2 separate regions of the Mus musculus genome follow, and region 2 is linked to region 1. The links are chromatin contacts, called in public Hi-C maps. All regions are on one chromosome and are shown on one strand. Each heading gives the region's core, a stretch centred on a gene start, on an enhancer-like site or on the middle of the called end of the contact. The rest is flanking DNA. Distances are from core to core; before and after follow the strand shown.

Region 1 (5,187 bases), core at 668-3,167:
GTTCTGTAGAAACTAAGTTTTCTCGGGAGTAAAATGAATGCAAACAATAAACTCAAAGATGTAACTGAACTCAACAAAGTTGAGCCCAAGGTCCTGGGGTAGGACATCACTGGGCCAGGTCATGTAGGGTAGGATGTCACTGGGCCAGGTCATGTAGGGTAAGATGTCACTGGGCCAGGTCATGTAGGGTAGGATGTCACTGGACTAGGTCATGTAGGGTAGGATGTCACTAGGCCAGGTCATGTAGGGTAAGATGTCACTGGACTAGGTCATGTAGGGTAGGATGTCACTGGGCCAGGTCATGTAGGGTAGGATGTCACTAGGCCAGGTCATGTAGGGTAGGATGTCACTGGGCCAGGTCATGTAGGGTAGGATGTCACTGGGCCAGGTCATGTAGGGTAGGATGTCACTGGGCCAGGTCATGTAGGGTAGGATGTCACTGGGCCAGGTCATGTAGGGTAGGATGTCACTGGGCCAGGTCATGTAGGGTAGGATGTCACTGGGCCAGGTCATGTAGGGTAGGATGTCACTGGGTTAGGTCATGTAGAAAGGAGAATCTCAGAGAGAATCTGTGAGCTCTAAACTAAACGAAAAGTCCAGGTAAGAATGGCCGTGGTACGTCCACTGCCTAGTCACTTACTGTAATCAGAACATTCGACAAATGCTCCCATGGACCTTCATTTCCATGCAGATGATCCTCCCACTGCTTTATAAACCTTTCCTCCTTTCCTTCACACTCCTTTTCAGTGCCACGATCTCTCTTGCTCTTAAAGTGGATGAAATTTCAAGTGTCCTTCCTTTGCTTTCAGGCAGGAAGCAGTTTTTTCTTTTCCTGCTTCTCCTTCTAATTTTGGGACAAGGTGCCCCATGAAGGCCTTTATTTATACACATTTAGACCATCTCTCTCTAAACAACAAAATAAATTTCACTCTGGCACTTGCTCTCAATAGCATCTTTGACCTACCGTTCTCCCTGCATCTGCAGAGGAGGGGACCCTTATATTCCCCCACCTCTGGGTCTCCCTTTGGGGACCTTGAAGGAGTTCAGATTTCATTTCTCACCAGAGTGAACATAGTTACCCACCCCTAGCTTTCTGCCTGTTTTTGTTTTCAGTCTATTCACAAGGGAAACAAACAAAAAGAAAACATCTGGCTGCCAATAGATGTTGTGATCCACTAAATATCTCCACAACATATTTTTTTTCTAAGTAAGAGGTGTGGCTAGGATGAGTCATAGAATCCATCACCATGCCCTCTCCTCACTTGTCTGTTGTCCACATCAAGAAACTCATGGATTCAACCTTGCCAGAAAAGACTTGTCCACTAAATAAGACCAATCAATCAATTACATACAAGAAGCATGCTTTCTTTTCTTTTTTCCTCCTTTCCTTTTTTTTTGTTTTGCTTTGTTATTCAACATTAAAGTCTCATGTTTCTCCTTGATGCAAAGAGGAACAATAATTGCCAGACCTTAAGCATCCTTCCCAGGAACATCTAAAAGAAAGGCATAAAAATATTCCATTTGGCAGAGAAACACTCTTATTCCCATGGAAAAGAAAAAATAAAATAAGAAACCGAGATTAGTGCTCATCCGAGGGCCATGTGGGTCCCAAAGGGACTTTACAGCAAGGATGTGTTTCCTGTGATCTCAGGGTGACCACTGTTCAACTGGCTCAGTCAGCAAACAGGGGCAAGTCAGATTTCACAGGGTGATCTGTCCAGAAAGAAAACTTGGCTGAACATGTTGAAAACATGGTCCAGCTGGTGCCTCGCTGTATGTGGGGAGCAAATCCCACCTCCAGGGTACTAAACACACACCCTCTGGGCTCTAGGCCAGTGATGACTACCAGCAGCCCAGGCAGGCAGGCAGAGCAGGCAAGCAGGGAAGGTTGAGAGGGAGTGACCATTGTGAATGAGGTGATAACATTGGCCAGAGTGGGAGGGAAGCAGTGTGCCAAGGCTTGCTTGGGGTCAGTGCATGCGGGTCTGTAAATCTCCTTCATGGATCATTAGTGCTGAAAGGAGTCTCTGGGGGTCATCCAGAGGATTCCTCTGCTTCCCTGGGTCACTTCAACAAATGGCTTTCCTTCCAGGTCTGATAGATTTTTCAAGAAAGAACACGCCTGAATTTTCTCTTCTCTTTCATGTCTCCATTTTTCCCTTACACTCATTCTGCCCTTCCTTCCTATGTATCTTCTTTCCTACTTTTCTTGGTTTCTTCCTACCTTCTAAATTTTCCATTTCCTTCTTAAGTGGTGGTATACTTTACCAATCGAGTCAATAAGGCAAAAAGTTCAAAAAGTGAGTAAAAGCACCAGGTTTGATCTTTGTACAGGGCATGTCAGTGTGTGGGAGTGGAAACCAACTCTCTTGCAAAATATGCAAAAGAGACAGAGAGAACGTATGAATATGTATGAGGCCATCCTGGCAAAGCAAAACATTTTTTATTCAACAACATCTACTTGAGGATCTTCTGTCTACAAAGTGTCTGTATGTACTGGGAAGATCAGTGTGTATTTGTACATGTGTATATGTGCTGGACATACTTACGTGTGTATACCAATGTATGTGCATATATGTGTGCACACATAGATATAAACATGTTTCTGTATCATGGGTTGCATGGATGGACACACATGCATAAGTGTGTGGTGTGTGGCAGTCAAGATAGTCATATGACAACAGAAACAGTAAAGCACTCTGGTAGCAGCAAAGCCCTCCATCAACAGGGCACAGATAAGTTATTTCGAACAACATCATTTAAAGTCACATATAGCCCATCCACTGGTGTTTTCTTTTAAGCCTCTATGTATGATCTTACACATTTTGTCAGTTTCATTAAAATGCCTTATGAACATTTGTTGTCTTTTAATCTAAATAACAGCAGGGATAAATGATGATACCACCTTGGGAATGCCTTTCCCTGCACTCTGCTCGGATAACTAGAATCTATTTATAGAAGACTAAAGACATCCAACCCATTTCCCAGGTACATTTTGATACCCCCTACCACTGCAGGAGTTTGAGTGAAGGTCACTGCTTGTCGAAACTTGTTTTCCGTGGCAGAAGGTTTACATGGAAACGGCATGCCATTAAACTAGCTCATGTGATTACATGTGGCTTCTAAACAATGCTGGATAGGAACTGGGTGAAGGTGTCTCGTTCTCAAATGCTTTCTCTTGCTGGCAGCAGCTGCTGACATTCTCAGTTCACACTGCTGAAGCCCTGGGCTGAACTCCACATGCATGCCCTGCCACAGTGTACATGTTTTCAATCAGTTCTACAAGGCTGCGCTTCTCTCCATGTCAAAACCCACACACAGTCTCATGAGGAATGAAGATGCCTAAGCCATAACGCTGAGTTGTAGGACCTAATACCCATGTAATGACGGGATTGGTTGCAGGGCACATTTGGAAATAATCTTCAGCCTTTGGGATTAAGACCAAGGGCAGGAAATAATAAAACTGTGTGAAACTATACCACCTCCTCCTTCTGCTCCCAGCAGTCTGCACTATGGGTTAAGAGTATCTGTGTTCTACAGGAGTCAAGGAAATGTTAAGCAATTCCCAATGACAGTGGAACATACAGTTAACCATGGGTGAGCATCCCACAGAAAGCAATGGAGATGACAGTGGACAAGGGAGGGTAGGCCCCAACTGATATGCAGATGTTGGAGGTCTGTAAACATCTCATCAGACAAATGGACAAGGGAAATGCTTTCCGAAGTAGCATGCACTCAACCCAGGGAACTCAATGACACATGGGTTTTATGGAGCCAAGGAACTCAGAAACGTTTGTCAAAGGGTTGGACACTGTGGTGGATATGGATAACATCTGTGACTCGGCTTAGTGGGCTGAACGCAGTGGAGCTGGCCCATCTGCTGGCATTTTTCACAGATACTGACTCTGCCAGAGTGTCCTCCAGTAGGGGAAGTGCCCAGTGGGTCAGGGGCCACCTATCCAGCTAGCTCTACAGTGCTAAAGAGGAAAAGAAGGAGGGAGGGAAAGAAGGAGAGTGAGAGGGGGATCAGGACCTCCATAATCTTTCCCATGCCTGCCTTAAGCCTGAAGGTCTCCTTGCTTTACCCATCCATGCAGAGATTTGTATTTCTGTTGTCATCCTTCTGGGCCACCACCCATTTGTCTCTCCAACTCCTCTGGCAACCACGGTCAACCACAGCACTGGCTAGTGATTCTACTTGACCATATATATACCTGTGATTCCTGCATGGACTTATGTATATAATGTACATTTTCTCATGACCTTCTCATTGGCAAATATACCCTCCTGGGTGGTACATACAAGTAGCTAATTATCAGCATGCAAAGGTCCAATTTGATCCCAAGGTACAAGGGACACAGAAGAAATGAAAGGTGTCGTAGAAGAGAGATGGCAAGCGAGTCACTGAAGGTACAGGGGCAATCTATATACAGACTGTCCCAAGCACTCTTGATCATGTACTGTTTAAGTTGCAGTCTGTCACAGGACAGTTGACTTACAGTAAACCAATTTCTTCACACAGAATGCCCTCTTGGCCACTTTTACCTCCAGCCTAACCATTTTTCTTGATGGTGAATGTTCTTGTAAAAGACTTATAAACACATCAAAAGGTTGTTGCTGAGTTTGGCAAAACAGCAAAGCATGGCTGTATTTTCTCCTTTATGTCCAAAGGCATCCTAAAGTGTTTTAAAGCAAAATGGAGGACAGCCTTGATGTGCTAAGAGTCCCAGTAAAGAACAGGTCAGTGAGCTGGTCAGACCATTAGCTAGAGTTGAATGAGCGGCTCTTAAACACATCCCTGATAGCAAAGCATCAGTCACGAAGCAGCATCTAGAAGCAGGAGTTTAGCCTAAATACTTATCACCAGCCAGACTGCAGGAGACACTCAAAGAGTCACTTCCAACTTCACATGGGTAGAGTTAGATAGCGATTCACGGCTTCCGATACCTTCTGGTTCTAACTTCACAGGCTTAGAACGTTTTAAGCTTTAATTTTAAAGTTACTGGTATCCCTTCATTGATGGAAACAGGGTTTGGGAAATCTGCCTTACTCAAGAGAGGAAGTACAACAAATGAAAGACTACAGGTCCAGAAATAATCAGATGAGAGGTGGGAACTGTCCATCATTGCAGCTGGTCTGGCTTCACTCAGTTTCTTAATCTCCTTTTTTAACACCAGTCTCTGCATT
Region 2 (5,733 bases), core at 2,444-4,943, 380 kb before region 1:
CGCTATTTCATCTCTCTGTCCCCAGACTTTTATCCTTATTTGGTAGAGATGCAGAGTAGTAGCTTGTGTGTGACAGTATTCCTGAGATTGGTGACATTCATCATATCACCTCTCCAACTCTTCTAGACCAAAGCAGAACTTTCAAAGTCTTGTCCACCCTTCTCTTTGGCCCACTCTCTATTATTGGGCCAATTCCTTGACTTTTTCACTTCCCTCGAAGTTACAGTCATTCATGGTTCCACAAACAAAGCCCATCCCTAGGTCAAGGGTCCATGTCTCTCTAGGGTTTATGCTACTTTTATTCTTGCTCATCCCTTGGTAAATCAGTTTGTTAAGAGGGAGATGCTTTATATCATAGAACAACATGCCTACCTTCTAGAACTTGATCTAGAAAGCTCTGCCTTCAGATTCTATACAGCTGAAGTTTTGGCCAAGTCTGGAACTTTCTTTGCTCTTGGAATCAAAGCTTGAGTTCAGGAAAAACTAGGCACAAAGACAGTGTTTGTAGAGGCTCTTTTAAAGACTCCTGAACATTTTCAAATTATACTGTGTGCCAGCCAGAGAGTGATTTTCTCTAATGTGCAGACAGTGCATACTAGACACTTCAGTTCAGGGGACCGGGGCCTTAAGACAAGACTCCCAGGTGCCTTGCTTACCTGTTCTACTCTTGGTAATTCTGCTGCTTCTTCTGAAGTTTCTGTATGCAAAGCTGATGGGGCTGTTGGCTGAACCCCAGGGTATAAACCGTGCACACTTTTACAAAGTCTAGCACACCCAGGGACTGCAGTTATGTTGCTGCTGCTCGAGAAGATCTGCAGCTGAGGCTCAGGCTTGCGTCCTTCCCCAGACTCTGGGGCACATGGACTGGAAAGGGAAGATTGCTGAGCTGAAAGCTCAGTACTGGAAACAAAACACTCAGCACTAGCTGTCTCTTGCTGCAGTCATTGGTGGGGTGTGGAGGGGGCAGAGGGCAGATGGCGGGTGCTTCAGGGAGTCAGAGTGACTATAGAGCCAGAGTTATTCTCTGGAAACACAGAAGATGGGAGAGGAGGAAGCTTCAGGGCTAGAACGTCAAGTTCCTTCTGGGAATGGGTGGGCCCATTCCATTGGTCTTTCTAAGGCCAAAGATTTGGCTCTTGGGAAGTTGAGGGATGAAAAAATGGAAGAAATGAGACAGGGAGCTCATCCCATGTAGACTTTTCTGCTCTGAATAGGAAGGGACTAATAGCTTAATCAAACAGGAACTAAAGAAGAAAGGGGCTTCAGGGGCAGGCAATCATAGCCATTAATCCTCCTTGTATTGGTCTCAAACTCCACTCCAACCTGAACCTGTTCATTTGCCCTAGGGCATTGCACCCCACCATAGGCCCCGCCTCTCCCAACATTCCATGTACCAGTGACAAACTTGCTCTCCTCTCAGCACTAGGAATCCATGAATCCATTTAGTGAGGTAAAGATGGCAAGCCCAGCTGAAAGGAATAATAAAATAGTCAGAAAGACGTGGCTGTTTGTACTGCTTTACACTTAGTAGCAAGAGTGACAATTGCAGGAAGTTTTCATTTTGTCATTAACTCAATATTGACAATTTGTGTGTTTATGAATCGCATCTTGAATTAGCAAGGTATTTTGTTAAGGGTATGTTGCGCTATGATGGAACAATTGAGTATTAATATTGTTGAGGATAGCATTATTAATTGAGAGGATTCTAAACATTGCTAACCATGAATCTATTCTCCTGGGCAATGCCCCACCCCAGGCCCGTTGCCTAAGGGAGCATCCAACCTCAGCAGAAGTCAGCATTGCCAGCTGTGTTCAGGGGGCTAAAAAGGAGGGGAACAGACTGCTTGCTAGTTTTTAGGATGCTCCCATATAACCTCTTACTTGGTAAGTTATTCCATGCTCACTGCTCTTTTAGGGAACCCTGAGCCACGAATTTTCTAGCTTTCTCACCTTGGATAGTCAGCTATATAATCTTCCACCTCACTGTAAAGAGAACATGACTCTTGGCTGTGTGGAACTGAGGAAGGCATAAAGAAATGTGATGTTTTATTTGTTTTTCTGAATCTAAATGAGTTTAAATCTCTGAAGATATGTTACCTCCAATACTGAATAGCTCCTATCTATGCACCCGCCTCTATTTCTGCCAGAATAACACTACACATCAACTTGGCTGCACTTAGGCTTCATCAGTACAGCCTTCCCTTTTGCTGTGAGGTTTCCTCACTCACTCCACATTTCCCTGTTCTTCTAGCTTATAAAATGCTCTTGTTAGATTTCATTTTCCTTTCAACTATTCTTCTATGCCACCTTGATGCTTTTTGGTGGTCTTTCCATGAAACAGAAGGGCTGCACCTTTTCTATTTGCCCTGCCTGACTAGAAACACGGATTCTAGCTTTATCTTTCCATTCTCTCCAGTTTAGAGAGCATACTTTCCCCCCAGCCTTCAGTGGTCACTCCCACAGTGATGGTCTCTGACTCCTCTAGCAATGATCTTATCATGGCTGCAAGTTTATGTTTCTTTTGTCGCCAGCAGAGCTTCCTGTAGGTGACCCAAGTTCACCTGGACCAACAGAATTCATCACGACACTTTCCCACTTCAAAGACTGAAAGAAATTCTATCACTCAGCTGCTTCATTACTGCTTATTTTATTTTATTTTTATTACTGGAGCCTGTTCATTCTGCTTCTGAGATTTCTAAGAAATTAACCCCTTTCTACTCTCCTTGGTCTGATTTGAATCTGGGTAATCAAAATGCCAGTCCCTCCCCTGAGCTTCCACACGATTCAAAACCCATTTATCATGCAGTGACTACTAGCTTCATCTTAAGAGTCTCTTAGTAAAGGTATTCTGGGAACAAAATGTCCCTGTTCTCCGCATCCTTCCCTGATTTCCCTTCCCAGCCCAGCAATAGCATCCACAGGTTTTCTGTGACACCCTCTGGATGGAGATTACTTGGTCCTACTTGCCTTTGGAATAGCTCTGATTACACTCTTAGGGGTGGGGATTTAAGAGGCAGCATTTCTGCAAGCATATGCAACAGTCTTCCAGCAGAAAATTTCCCCAGCTGATAGTAAAGGGTTGCTCTGTGCTGGAGTTTCGAGTTCACTATTTTCAGTGACACAAGGGGCATCTCAGGGGGTTGGCCACTGACTAGCAAAGGATTATAAAACCCATGCAGAGAGCATTCCTTTAAAGCAAGGTAAATCCAGCACCTATGTCCCGGGGATAAACAGACAGCATGACTCACCTTACAACGCCAAGTTAGAAACACTCATCTCTGAGTGGGATGAGAGTTTCTGTGAGAATAATCAAAACACATTTGGAAAACACCATTGCACAAACTTGGTGTCATGATGACTTTATAATTCTTTCTAGCTATAAACTATTTAACGTTCTTCAATAAAAGATCGGAAAGGACCAAAGAACATGTAATTTTCTTTGGAAAAAAAAATCCCTGGCTTAAACACAGTGAAAAGGTTTGTGTGGGTTCAAAAGGGGCGACATAGACACTATTTTTGCTATCATTGGCTTGCTTTCAACATTGGTGTCCAAAACAAATGAATCTGCATGGAAGTAGTTAGGGGCTGAGGCAAACTAAGCCAATTCTTTTAAAGATACTATTGCTGCGCTATCCTCCCCCATTTCAAATCTGTGCTGGAAGATAGAATCCACTTCAGCTCAATGAGTCACTTCAACATCCTTGCCAGGACAATTAAACTTCCAGTATAAAACATGACCCAAAGCCTGCCCTCCACCACACCATTCCACTTCAACCTCCCCCCACCCCACAGGGTCAGCGCTTGACATTCAAGAGCTTACAATTTCAACTGCTTAGCCAATGTAACCAACTTAATGCTTTTACAAATGATTTGCACCCTTCAGCACATTGGGTGATATAGAAAACGTGGTGTCAGTTCCTCCGCCTGTCTGAGCAACATTACACATTCCTCTTGTCCGTGGTGGAGGCAGTCTTTGCAGGATGAGGAAAGACAAGAAGCCAGCTCTCCATCTACTACTCTTTCTTCCTGAACTGACCCTCGAGGGAAGGACGAAGGGAGGAAGAATTTCAGTAACCACGGCCAAGAAAAAGATGTATAGCTCGGGCAGCCCTGTCACAGACGGTCGCATGAAGTCTTGGGGATTAAACTTCTTGAACTACCAGTTACTGAAGCAGTTAATACATCTTGCAAATTTGCGGTTGCCTTATTGCTAACAGCTGAGACGCCTTCCTTCCTCCGCTCGGTCACTATTGATGTCTTGCCATATTTTGAATATAATCCCCTCAACAGCATTACCTCATTTTTTTACTCCACTCTTGCAGATTAGCTCATCTAAGTTATGTTCTATGGTGTGGTGTATTGGTGGTGTGTGTTAACTGTGTCTTAATTTTTCATTCTTAAAAGCATCTCTGGTCATAAAAGTTGCTTCCTGAGTATCTATATCTCTCTATCTCTCTATCTCTCTGTCTCTCTATCTCTCTATCTACCTATCTATCCATCCATCCATCCATCCATCCATCCATCTATCTATCTATCTATCTATCTATCTATCTATCTATCTATCTATCTATCTTGACACCGCATGCTCCACCTGTGCATGAGGCATCTCACTCTTCCTTGATGTTTATAGCAGGGTGGCTAATGTGTAAAAAGAGGTGTTTTTGTATTGCTTTCCTTTTCAATTGTTTGTGAAGCTCACTCTCTTAGTAGGGATATTAATTTAGTGTAATTGTGATGGAGATTCCCATGGTTCTTCATTCAAAAGCAGCTTTTTATTTGTTGAAGATATTAGTTTTGTTTTTGTTGGTTTTTTTGTTTGTTTGTTTTGCATATACTTAAAAGAAATACACAGTCTACGCTTCCTGAGACTCAGAATTCAGTATTAAAGACGATCAAACTCAATCTAAATAAAATAACCCAAAGCATAGTGGAGCTCTATTATCCCCTGTTCTGCATCCTGATGTACCCGGCAGTTTCATTGCAAATTTAATGAAGTCTGCTTTCCCTCTACTTATCCAAATTACAGCCCTCAGAGTAAACATTCGCACAGAGGTTCTGTGCCTCTCTGTCCCTGAGGTTTGCCCCCTTTGGTAACTGAAACAAGCAGCACACAATTTCTATCTCTGTCTCTTCCATCTCACGCCCTCTACCGCCACCGCAGTCTCCATTCAGCTTCTGCTCCTTTATCTCTGTCTTCATCTCACCCTCTTCCTTCTGCCCCTATGTATAGCCCAACACCACCCCATCTCTCCTTATCCTCATTTCCCCCTCCGTCTCTGTCTTTATTCTATCCCTCCCCTAGCTCTGTCTCTCTCCTCATCTCCATCCCAAACCCCATGCTTTCCCATCCCCATTGCTTTCCCCATCACTACCTCTGTCCTTACCCCTGTCCATATTCACAGCCTTATCCCCACCTCAGTTCCCCTTCTTAGGACCACTGTCCACCCCATCTCCATCCCTACCTCTGTCTTTACCTCAGTTCTCACCCTGACCTAGATCTTTACCTCTAGCAGCCTCTCCTTGTTTTTGTCACTCTTGTGTCTGAATTATGGCTTATCTAAAACGATGCACACGGTTATCAACCCTGCTCTCCATGGTTGAGCTCTCTGTCAAGGACGGAACAGAAAGTGATTTAGGAGCTCAGCTTATTCCATAAGAGGAATAAAGGCATTTCAGCTACGTACATTTCAGTTACACAGAGTCAGAGTGGGGGAGAAATAGGCAAGCATGGAA

The links. A called contact is a pair of places that touch in the nucleus more often than the background predicts.
Region 2: a Hi-C map of uterus shows a contact between it and region 1, with 4 times the contacts expected there. The contact joins two enhancer-like sites. A contact is called at or near these places in 1 of 484 Hi-C or Micro-C datasets (uterus) and 1 of 9 other capture datasets (embryonic stem cells).

Annotation. Positions count from the first base shown.
Region 1 is chr1:185,966,086-185,971,272 of GRCm38.p6, reverse strand. No RefSeq gene overlaps it. Among named protein-coding and RNA genes, the nearest start is that of Lyplal1, 150 kb to the left of the region's middle. Within about 2 kb of position 1,917, at least 29 of the 459 cell types and tissues checked have an H3K27ac peak or open chromatin away from gene starts, as enhancers often do. A contact at or near this core is called in uterus, where this site is marked.
Region 2 is chr1:186,345,806-186,351,538 of GRCm38.p6, reverse strand. No RefSeq gene overlaps it. Among named protein-coding and RNA genes, the nearest start is that of Gm35341, 59 kb to the left of the region's middle. Within about 2 kb of position 3,693, at least 19 of the 459 cell types and tissues checked have an H3K27ac peak or open chromatin away from gene starts, as enhancers often do. A contact at or near this core is called in uterus, where this site is marked.